Linked DNA regions of Xenopus laevis: region 1 is linked to region 2. A link is a contact called in public Hi-C data. All regions are on one chromosome and are shown on one strand. Each heading gives the region's core, a stretch centred on a gene start, on an enhancer-like site or on the middle of the called end of the contact. The rest is flanking DNA. Distances are from core to core; before and after follow the strand shown.

Region 1 (5,434 bases), core at 885-3,384, 38 kb before region 2:
AAATATATCCTGTACATACACTGACTTGACTGCTTCCTAAGGGCAAAAATGATAAATATAGTTGTGAAAATGAAATGTGAAATGGATGTGTACGGTATTCTATGTGTGTTGTTTTAACTGTATTATTGTTATTTATTGCACTAAACAGGGCAAAACATGAAATTGCCAACTTTGTTGTTCTTAAGGGCATTCCCTGGAGGAGTTTAAGGTAAGTAATCATTGCCACTCCACACAAAACCCAACTGCATAATTAATTACTCCACCTTTGTATGTAAAAGGAAGTTATTGTTTATACAATGCTCATGATTTATTTAAATAACTCGCCTTATAGGTGTTGTTCACCTTTCAAAAACTTTTAATCAGTTTAGTTGTTTTCAGATTAATCATCAAAAACAAAGATTTTGTTCAGTTGCTTTCCATCTTTTATTCTTTTACTGTTTTTCAAAAATTGACGTTGAATGTTCCTGTCTCTGGTGTTCCAGTCTGGCAGCTCAGTGATCCAGGTGCAGATTCTGAAATGTTACAGTTTGTTATATTGGATGATACATTTCTCAGCAGCATCTGTGGAATAATAGCAACTATTGTTTCAATTAAACAGCTGCCTTTGATGAAATGTATCAACGAATATATCAATATAGAACAGTTAGGGCCAGATTTACTAAGCTCGAGTGAATAATTTGAATGCAAAAATATTCAAATTTCGAAGGATTTTTTTGGGTACTTCAACCACTGAATTGTTCAAATTTGATTGAATCGTAAAAATCGTTCGAATATTCGACCATTCGATAATCTAAGTACTGTCACTAAAAAAAAAACAAAAAAAAACTTTGACTTCATACTTCGCCAATTTAAACCTACCGAAGTGCAATTTTAGCCTATGGGGACCTTCCAGAGCACTTTTCTACGTTTTTTTTTGATCAAATAAAAATCATTCGATGGATCGTTTAAAATTTAATTTCATCGTTCGATCGAACGATTTTTATTTTTGCGCTAAAATCCTTCAAATTCGATATTCGAATTCGAAGGATTTTACTTCGAGGGTCGAATTAGAATAAGCGAACTCTTCCCATTTAAGTGGTAAGTCTCCTGCGGTTACTGCGGGGGATTTTTAAATTCTATTTTGGCATTTTTTCTCCATTATATAGATACCCAAGGGCCGCCCCCCCCCCCCAAAAGCAGGGTCGGACTGGGCCGGCAGGGCACCAGGAAAAAACCCGGAGGGCCCCCGACTCTTGTGGGCCCTGCTGGCCCAAGTCCGCACCCACATCTTCTTAATGCCGCGACCCCCTTGTCGGAGGTTGTGGCAAAAAAAAATTGTGTATGCACAGAACCGTGTTACCACATGCATACGTACTAACGCGGCACCGCGCACAAACGCTGGCGCAGCAGGGGGGTCAGAGGGGGCCCTGGGGCAGTAGTCCTGGTGGGCTCTGGGCCCCCGAGTCCGACACTGCCCAAAAGCTGCCAACCTTGATACAGGCCCTAGGGTGCCTATATATAAATATGGCCCTGTTTAGACATATGTGTGACCCTGGTCATTTGAGAAAATGCCGATGCTTGTATAAGTGATGGTAGATGAAAACTTGTGGCATGCAATAAAGTATTATATTCCAAATCTGTACCGGATGAAGATGTTTGCTCATTCCTACTCCATACCTTACTCTGTGGTAGTTTAGTGTGAATATTAGATTGCAAGCTCTATGAGGGAAGGAACTGATGGGATTAATGACATGTCTGTAAAAGCAGTGCGTAAACATGTCAGCGTTATAAAACAAAATAAATAAAATACATGATAATAATGTTATTATAACCGAGTCGTGGCACAAATACTATGAGTGGAATTGGGGTGTTGTGAAACTAAACAAATATTGTAGTTTAATCACAAGTTTCCATTTTGTCCGAAAAATGCAGATAACGAAGACTCCTTGAATTCTAATCTTTACATTCTATTCAAACCATTTTATTTGTTCGCAAACAGCTTTTTTAGCTCGCCCTCCCCCATGTTTGCCTTTAGCAGGAGACGCATTGTAATCTGATCTTTCTGTTTTTGCTGCAGTGAAAGTTGGAGGAGGGGGAGAGAGATAGAGGAGGCAGTGGAGGAATTCAGCCAAGATGGAATTTTCCAGAGGCTTCACGCTTAAAAAACAACTTGCGCAATGTGAGCATAATAAAGATCCTGTCTGTACATGTCCTACCCACCCCTGCCATTATAAATTCCCTTAGTCTTGTACAGGCCTTAAAATGACTATGATTTATACTTGGGAACCCTACAGAAAGGTGGTTCTTATCAAGTAAAAGTGACTTTGATTGTAAAATTATTTGCTTGCCTAAACTTAAAAGTAACAATGGAACAAAGTTCCCCCAGCTAAAGTGTGGGCTTTATTATATGTATAACTTTATTAGTAAAGCACTGTTAAGGAGCCGCAGCACCGTACAATGCATACAAGAACAATATAAATAAAATATTTACCAATATTTATTGAAAATGTATAGGAATTAGGGCTTCATGGGGCCCCTGTACCTCCTGGGCTGCCCTGCAGCTGCAGGGTTTGCTTCTTCTGTAGCTACGCCTCTTATTTGCAAATAAAGCGCTACGCAATATGTTGGCGCTATATAAATACTTGTTAATAATAATAGGAGCCCTTTACCCTACACTTTCCAAAATTCCTTAGCAAGTAAACGCATACTGGGAGTTATAGTTTCTTAACATCTGCAGACCCAAGGTGAAGAAACAATGCTCTACAATTACAAAATGTTAGGACGTTGAAGCACACTAAAATAGTTAAAAAATTATAACTGCTAAAACGGTGGTTTGAAATTTGTTTTTAAATAGCACACAACAAAGTGCCCCATGGTTTTTTTTTCCCTACAATGCAGAATATTTTCAGCGCAGCCATGAACTAAGTTGTGCATGTGTGTTTTTGTGAATTGCACACAAGTTGCAGCCAGCATTATGAGAGCACATATGGGGTAAAGGGGTTGTTCACCTTTAAATTTCTTGTATGATGTACCGAATGATATTATGAGACAATTTGCGTTTGGTTTTCATTTTTTATAATTTGTGGTTTTTGAGATATTTAGCTTTTTATTCAGCAGATTTTTAGTTTGCAGTTTCAGCAATCTGGTTGCTAGAGTACAAATGACCCTAGCAACCATGCACCGATTTGAATAAGAGACTGAAATATGAATAAGAAATGGTTGGAAAAGAAAAAAAGTAGCAATAATGTTGTTTGTAGCAACATTTGTTTTTTAGATGGGGTAAGTGACTATACCGTAAAAATGAATGTGGCTAAAAATGCCATATTTTATATACTGAACGTATTGCATCAGCCTAAAGTTTCAGCTTGTCAATAGCAGCAATGATCCAGGACTTCAAACTTGTCACAGGGGGGTCACCATCTTGGAAAGTGTCTGTGACACTCACATGTCACTGGGCTCTGAGCAGTTGTTGAGAAGCTAAGCTTAGGGGTCGTCACTAATTATCAAGCAGAAAATGAGGTTGACCAGTAATAGAAGCTGATGCTACAGGACTTATTATTAAATTCTGATGCTAATTGCACTGGTTTCTGTCCTGCCATGTAGTAATTATCTGTATTAATTACTAATCAGCCTTATATTGTGACATTTATATTCTATGTGTACTGTATATTGTGAGTGGGTCCCTAAGCTCAGTAGGTGACAGCAGCACAGAGCATATGCAGTGAATCAGCAGAGACACAGAATCTTTGGAGACACAGATCTTTACTGCCAAAGGGCTGTAGTTGCCTTGGGCTGGTACAGAAGCACAAAATATAATGTGCAACATTTCTAGCTACTTCTTTAGTTAAGTTAGTTCTCCTGGAAAGAATCAGAAGAAGCCAAATACTTAAAAAACTATTAAAAAAAAAAGAAAGGCCATTTCAAATGTTACTTTTCACCCAGTCAACTGTTGGGGAGGGCCCAAATGTTCAGATCTGGGCTGGGAGTGAAAATAAGCCCAGGCATTTCAAGTACACAGAGGTGCAAATAGCCCCCACCAGCCCACTAAAAAAGTAATTGTCTATGGCAACTTTACAGCAGCTCCTCTTGTATTTGCCAGAATTCATAGATTGCCAGTCAGGACCTACCAGTATTACACACACAGATAAACTGTCACTTTGATCTGAAAGTGCCAATTTAGCAGATTTAGCAGATTAAAGGGGTGGTTCACCTTCAAACAACTAGTTGTTTTCAGATAGATCACCAGAAATAAGACTTTTTCCAATGACTTTCTGTTTTCTATGTGCGACCGTTTTTCTAATATTGATGTGTAAAGCTGCTCTGAGGGGGGGTCGCCGACCCTGTACATTTATCTTTGTCCCTGCTGAGCAGAATCTCTGGGTTTCAGGCAGCTGTTAGAATTGATAGTTTCTTATACTCCAGAGATGCTACTAAATGTTGCAAAATTGTAACAGTTTAGAGTCTGCACCTGAATTACTGAGCTGCCAGACTCAGGGGCGGAACTACCGGGGGAGGGGGGGTGCGAGCGGGCCAGGGCCCGCACCCCCTCAGGGCCCCCGGCAGTCCGCACACTGTGCATATCCCGGCCAGTTCCAGGTTTACGGAGGGGGGCGGGGGGCCCGGCTGCGCGTCCTGCGCCAGGGCCCGCCTCCCTCTAGTTCCGTTTCTGGCCAGACTGAAACACCAGAGACACGAAAATTCAACTTTAAACTAGATTTTGGAAAAACAGTAAAAAATAAATAATGGAAAGTAATTGAAAAAAGTCTTTATTTCTGGGAAACAATCTGAAAACAACTAAATTGAAAAAAGTGTCTGGAAGATGAACAACCACTTTAAGGGTTCAAGCACATGGGCAGATTCAGGGAGATTTAGTCGCCTGGCGACTTATCGTCTTTTCTGCGGGGCGACACTCTCCCCTGAATCTCTTACCTCACAAGGAAACTTCGGGCGACTTCAGACATCGAAGCACCGTAAGTGCATTGGACCTGGCATTTCACATTATAGCAGGGGATGCAGTTTGGGGAGATTGTTGCACCGCAGAATAGGTGATCAGTCGCCAGGCGACTAAATCTCCCCGAATCGGCCAATGTGCTAGCTCCTTAAATCTTCCCTGTATGGACAGCTTAATTCTACGGTTCCCTCATTGTGCACTTGCACATAATTCATCAGAACAGACTTGGCACTTAGCCATCAAATACTAAAAATTTTAGATGGTTTGTAACGTAACTATTTGCGATTATATGAGAGGGAAGAAACTGTAACTAAATAATTTCTAAAACTTGCAGTTTAGATATATGGTAAAAAAAAAATAAGAGCGCAACTAAAGTCATTATTTGGTTATGTCATTTGAAAATGATGTTTTGTTTATTTTTTTTCTTATATGTACCTTTCCTGTTTTATAGGACAAGGAAACCCTCTACCCCCTTTGAAACAGTGGCCTCCTGCGCAAGTTCTT
Region 2 (5,555 bases), core at 2,163-4,662:
GAGAGTTGTAGTTATGTAGTTTTCTATTCAAGCTGAACCTAAACAATGATACATTTAGAATAGAACGATCCATTGTGTAGTTCACCCGTTTTTGACAAGGCAGGAAGGCCAGTTGTGGAAGTCTTATAATGGCCGACCTAGTTAAGTCCAAAGGGGAGGGGAGATGTGCTGGCAGGTCATTTAGGCCAAGCAGGTGATTAGAACAGAGGGGGAAGGCAAGGGAGGCAGTTCAGGGGAGATTAGTCACCTCGAAGAAGAGGAGATTTATCGACGGGCGACTAATTTCCCCCCGAATCTGCCTGTGTACCCTGACCCTTACCTGGTTCTGTAGTACTGAGAGATAAGGACACCCTCCTCAGTCACTATACATAAACAGGACCAGCCCACAGAACACTTGGCTAGGAATGTTCCCCTTGTGGCTTATTAGTCAAAAATGGAAGCACACAACGTTTTGGGGGTGTGCCCCTTCATCAGGTCTTGTTTAGGCATAGTTAAATTATACTGTGGCTTCACCCCCCCCCCATTACCAAGTGCATCTCACACAAACTCCTGTGTCAAGTGGTACAGTCCACCTCAAGGTCCATTTTCCCCTGGGTCAAGTGGTATGATCCAATGGAAAAATACAAAAAGGAGGAACCGGAACACAGGAGCATATGCAAACAGGGTTAACCCCCTTACGCGTTTATTAACGTCAAAATGATGCACAACATTTCGGGGCTGGCCCCTTTGTCAGGTTGTGCATCATTTTGACGTTAATAAACACGTAAGGGGTTAACCCTGTTTGCATATGCTCCTGTGTGCCGGTTCCTCCTTTTTGAATTTCTCCATTGGATTCCGAGGAGTGCCGTCTCCCCAGAGGGCTGTGCACCAGGCAATTTACCTGAGGAGGGCTAATGAGTGCCTTCACACTGTTACTACGAAGTGGTATGATCCATCACCCACCATTGGGTCAAGTGGTATGATGTTGGGCCATATGGTCCCTCTGAGGGGAAAAAACATTCATATGTCCATTAACAGTGAGTAGGGTTGCCACCTGGTCTGCATTTTAACGGCCTGGTCTGTAAAAAAACTTTGGTTGACCCCAATGTTATTATTAGGGAAAAAAGATAAATATATAGGAAGGCCGGTGTTTTTTTCCAGAAAAGGTGGCAACCCTAACAGTGAGCGTGTGCAGTGAGAGGCAAGTGCAGAGATAAGGAATTTTGTGCTGGCCATGCACATGCAAATATTTCCTGCTGATCTGACACTTCATTGAGCTGCATGGGGGTGGCAGGACAATGGCAGGGAGATTGGATGGACCATACCACTTGATGCAGGGGGGAGATGGACCGCACCAATTGACATGGTGGGGTGAGGGACTATTCCATTTGACAATAGGGGGATGGTTAGACCGTACTATTTGACACTGGGGGGGAGGAGGTGGACTTTACTACTTGACAAGGGGGTTGATGGAGTGTCAAGTGGTAAATTCAATCCAGTCCCCCTGCCATTGTCAAAAGGTAAGGTCCATCACCCCCCCAGGGGTCAAGTGCTACTGTCTCCCCCCCCCCGTGTCAAGTGGCACACTTCATCCAACTCCCCTGCCATTGGTAAATGGTATGGTCTATTGACCGATAAGCAGAGGCCTAACAAAACGCCAGCAATGTACATTTAACAAAGTGAGAGCCAATACCTGAAAATGTGCAGCAAATGGGGTGATTATACCATGGCAACTTTTTTCCTATGTAAATTGAAACAACACATAAAGTCACTTTGCTAATATTGATATTCCCAACATAGCATTGGATAGTTAAAAATAAATGGAATGTTTCAATTCTCTGTGTTTATTCTTTGTCTCTCCATTGCTTGATCTTTCTGGAAATTTCTGGCAGACACAAATCTGCATTGCAGTGCTTGACTGCATTGTGTTTTAATGAAACCCGTCACATGACTAAGCAGTGCTTCTATCTGATGACATTGTGTGAAATGGTTACTGCTTGCTTATTTAGCAGGAAAATACAAATACTTATACAAATGCAGACTTACTTGTATGTCTGGGGGTAGATAAGAATCTTCAGGCTTGTTGAGATTTGTATAGCAATACGTTGTACAATATTAAATGATTGATCTGTTCCACCCCTTTAATTTTGAGTTTCCTGGAAATACTTCTCTTTACATAAATGTTTAGAGGCTTTGAGGTTAAAGGGGTAGTTCACCTCTAAATTAACTTTTGGTATGTTATAGAATGGCTAATTGTAAGTAAATTTTCAATTGGCCTTAATTTTTTTAATGATTCGCCTTCTTCTTCTGCCTATCTCCAGCTTTCAAATGGGGGTCACCGACCCCATCTAAAAAACAAGTGCTCTGTAAGGCTACAAATGTATAGTTATTGCTACGTTTGATTACTCATATTTCTATTCAGACCCTCTCCTATTCATATTCCAGTCTCTTTTTCAATTCAATGCATGGTTGCTAGGCTAATTTGGTCCAGCCTATGAGTAAGTGTCCTTGGTAGACACAAAACGCGTCAGGCCTGTTTTCTTAATTATGGACAATAAAATATAAGCTTTTTCTAACTCTTTTACAACCTGACTCTGGCATTACTACTTTGTGGGTCTAGGCTTGTGCCAGCCTCTTTTGAAATGTTCCTGGTGTTTGACTCCCCTTGCTGAAGGTCTGGGGTGTGCACACCCGGGCCCAACGGTGACAGCGGTAAGCTCATGTAGGGCATTTTTTAAATGTAGCAGATACTGGTTAAACTATTGTGTTAATTTGGTCCCTGTCAACCAGATTGCTGAAACTGCAAACTGGAGAGCTTGCCAAATACATAGTTAAATAACTCAAAAAACACAAACACTTTAATAAAAAATCAAAACCAATTGCAAGTTGTCTTAGAATATCACTCTCTACATTATACTACAAGTTATTTTAAAGGCGAAGGAAACCCTTTTGGCGCAAAACCCCTCCCCCTCCCCCGTCTGACCATCTGATTCAGTTCCTGTCAGTTCACACACATTCAGGAAGAGGAAAACAGTGGATTTACTGCTCCAATTGTTTAATATCCCAATTGTTTTACAAAACACAATTAGCATGCAACCCTCCTTGTTTTACTAACAAAAGTTCCTTATCATGAATCAAGAATACTTTGTTTTCTCCTTCTACTCCTGTATGTCATTTAGCATTACATTTCAGTTTAGCAATGTGTATATTGATTTTATATAAAGTATACACTCCCTACAGACATCACTAAGCAACATGTCCAGCAGCTATCTAGATGATCTGTGGCTAGATATCAGGCCTGGGCTAGCAATCTATTTATTCTGGCAAATGCCAGTGGCTCTGCCATAGACAGTCAATATTTATTGAGCCTGTGGGCAGCTGTTTGGGTTTCTCTGTACTTGAAATGCCAGTGCCTATTTTGACTCCCTTCAGACCAACTAGATATACAGTAGTTTGGACAGGCAACTGGGAGCCCCCCATACAGAGGCCAATTGGCTGTCAGGTCTAAAGTGACCAAGTTGGCATCTTACATTAGCCCATGCACAGCCAGCTGTAGTCCTCACCATTTGATGCCCCTAGAATAGCTGAATGTAGGCTCTAATCCTATTCTATCAAGTTTTGTTCTCAGGGCCTTCAAGCCCCTCAACAGCAAGTTAACTTTTAATATGTTATACAGGCCTGGATTTGTGGCGAGGCTCAAGCTCCTGTGCATACGCGAGGAGAGTGGTGTGCTCATGAGGCCGCCTGGCGCTAGGACTCGGCAACCTTGTGGCTCTGAAGCCCAAAATCTGGGCCTGATGTTATAGAATTACCAATCCTAAGCAACTTTTCAATTGGTCTTCATTATAGGTTTTGAATTACCGTATTTGCCTTTGTCTTCTGACTCTTTCCAGCTTTCAAACCACAGATCCCATCTAAATAGTAAATGCTCTTTAAGGCAACAAATTAATTGTTAATTTGTTATATTTTTTATGACTCATCTTTCAGTTCAGACCCTCTCCTATTCATATGCCAGTGTTCTCAAGTCAATGCATGGTTGCTAGTGTAATTTGTACCCTAGAAACCAGATTGCTGAAATTGCAAACTGGAGAGCTGCTGCATAAAAAGCTAAATAACCCAAAAGCCACAAACAATAAAAAAAAAGGATGGCTATCCACTACACTTGGATTCATTTTCATCGTTGAAATGTTCAAGTTATAAGTCATTCTTTAATTGGTTGCTGGCACTGCTTTTTGTCACATGCACTTTGTCATGTTTTTAACAACGTTATCAAACTTGCTCTGTCAAAGAGCAATCACATATGCTGACAAATACTCACAAAATAACACCACCCACAGTTAAAAGAGTCAGCTAGAGGAAGTGACACTGCATAGGCCTAATTGCACCAGGAACAGACACAAAGAGTGTATGGAAGTGGAAGATGCAATTTTGTTTAAAAAACAGAAACTCCAAGGAACTCAAGACATGGACTGTCTATGTCACATTGAATTGCACTTTGGCTGAGTATTTGGCAACCACAATCCACTACATTGTGATCAGAATGGTGGTCTCACACAGAAATACTGATTAAATACTGGTTTAGTAGAAAATAGAAATATAAAATGGCAGTCTAATGGTAGCCATATCCTAGCTACAAGTAGTAATAAATGGGAATCATGTTTCCATTTAAAAATATAAGAATATAAATTGAAATAGATAGATGTAGATATATGAGCAGATGTTTCAGGGCCCCCCTCTGGCCCCCTGCCTAGTTTACCCAAGTTTACCCGGCCAGGCGCACTTGCGTGTATTGTGTTTTTGCTGAGACCAGATGCAGGCAGCAGGTCAGGCCCAGTCCAACCCTGTATATATATATGTGTGTGTCTCTTGAAAATTCATGGACACAGTAAGAAAATCCAACTAGGGGGGCTGGGTGGATTGCTGATTATTTTAGAGGTAGCCAGTGCAGCCCTGCAATATGTATTTATTAGACGTGTCCTTTATTTTCTTTTTTTTTTAAACCTTATTTTTATCTGTTTTCCATAATTATACAGGACCACACCTCTTTGAGAGTACTAATTGAGTGTACATACATCATCCTTTTTCACAATGACACGTAATATCATAAATCTGTGTCAGAGGACTCTGGCAAGAGAAAGAATAAGAAAGAGAAAAGGGGTATAGATGCAGGGGAGATGATAAGAAGAAGGAAGCAAATATAGAGTTAGATCAAATTAAATTATAGTAATAATTATAAAACAATGTAACAATGTGTTGTCACATGTTGTTTTTACCCCCTAACAGTAGTTATGAATCAAGTTGTGTTAGTTTGAGAGGTAGCATTGTCTAAATTCAGATCTTGTTTGTTGATCAAAGGGCTCCAGATCTGATAGACGTGCCCCTTAATTTTCAAATGATCAGGTAACCTCAAGTGGCCAAAAGCTCTGTCGGGTCATACTGCCCGAGCACTTATAAAAAGCAGCATTAAAGCTGCCTACCATTCCAGTCACAGAACAGGTGATGACTCTTTCTGTCATGTGGTCTCCTGTGCCTCTCCAGTGAGTCTATTCCCAACTACTTTAAATACAGAGATGTCA

The links. Hi-C and Micro-C count contacts between places; a contact is called where the count stands out from the background.
Region 1: a Hi-C map of the XL177 cell line shows a contact between it and region 2, with 2.1 times the contacts expected there. The contact joins two enhancer-like sites. A contact is called at or near these places in 3 of 4 Hi-C or Micro-C datasets (the XL177 cell line, the XTC cell line and animal cap).

Annotation. Positions count from the first base shown.
Region 1 is chr4L:25,028,596-25,034,029 of Xenopus_laevis_v10.1, reverse strand. No RefSeq gene overlaps it. Among protein-coding and RNA genes, the nearest start is that of LOC121402969, 31 kb to the right of the region's middle. Within about 2 kb of position 2,134, at least 4 of the 7 cell types and tissues checked have an H3K27ac peak or open chromatin away from gene starts, as enhancers often do.
Region 2 is chr4L:24,991,823-24,997,377 of Xenopus_laevis_v10.1, reverse strand. No RefSeq gene overlaps it. Among protein-coding and RNA genes, the nearest start is that of LOC121402969, 5.4 kb to the left of the region's middle. Within about 2 kb of position 3,412, at least 2 of the 7 cell types and tissues checked have an H3K27ac peak or open chromatin away from gene starts, as enhancers often do.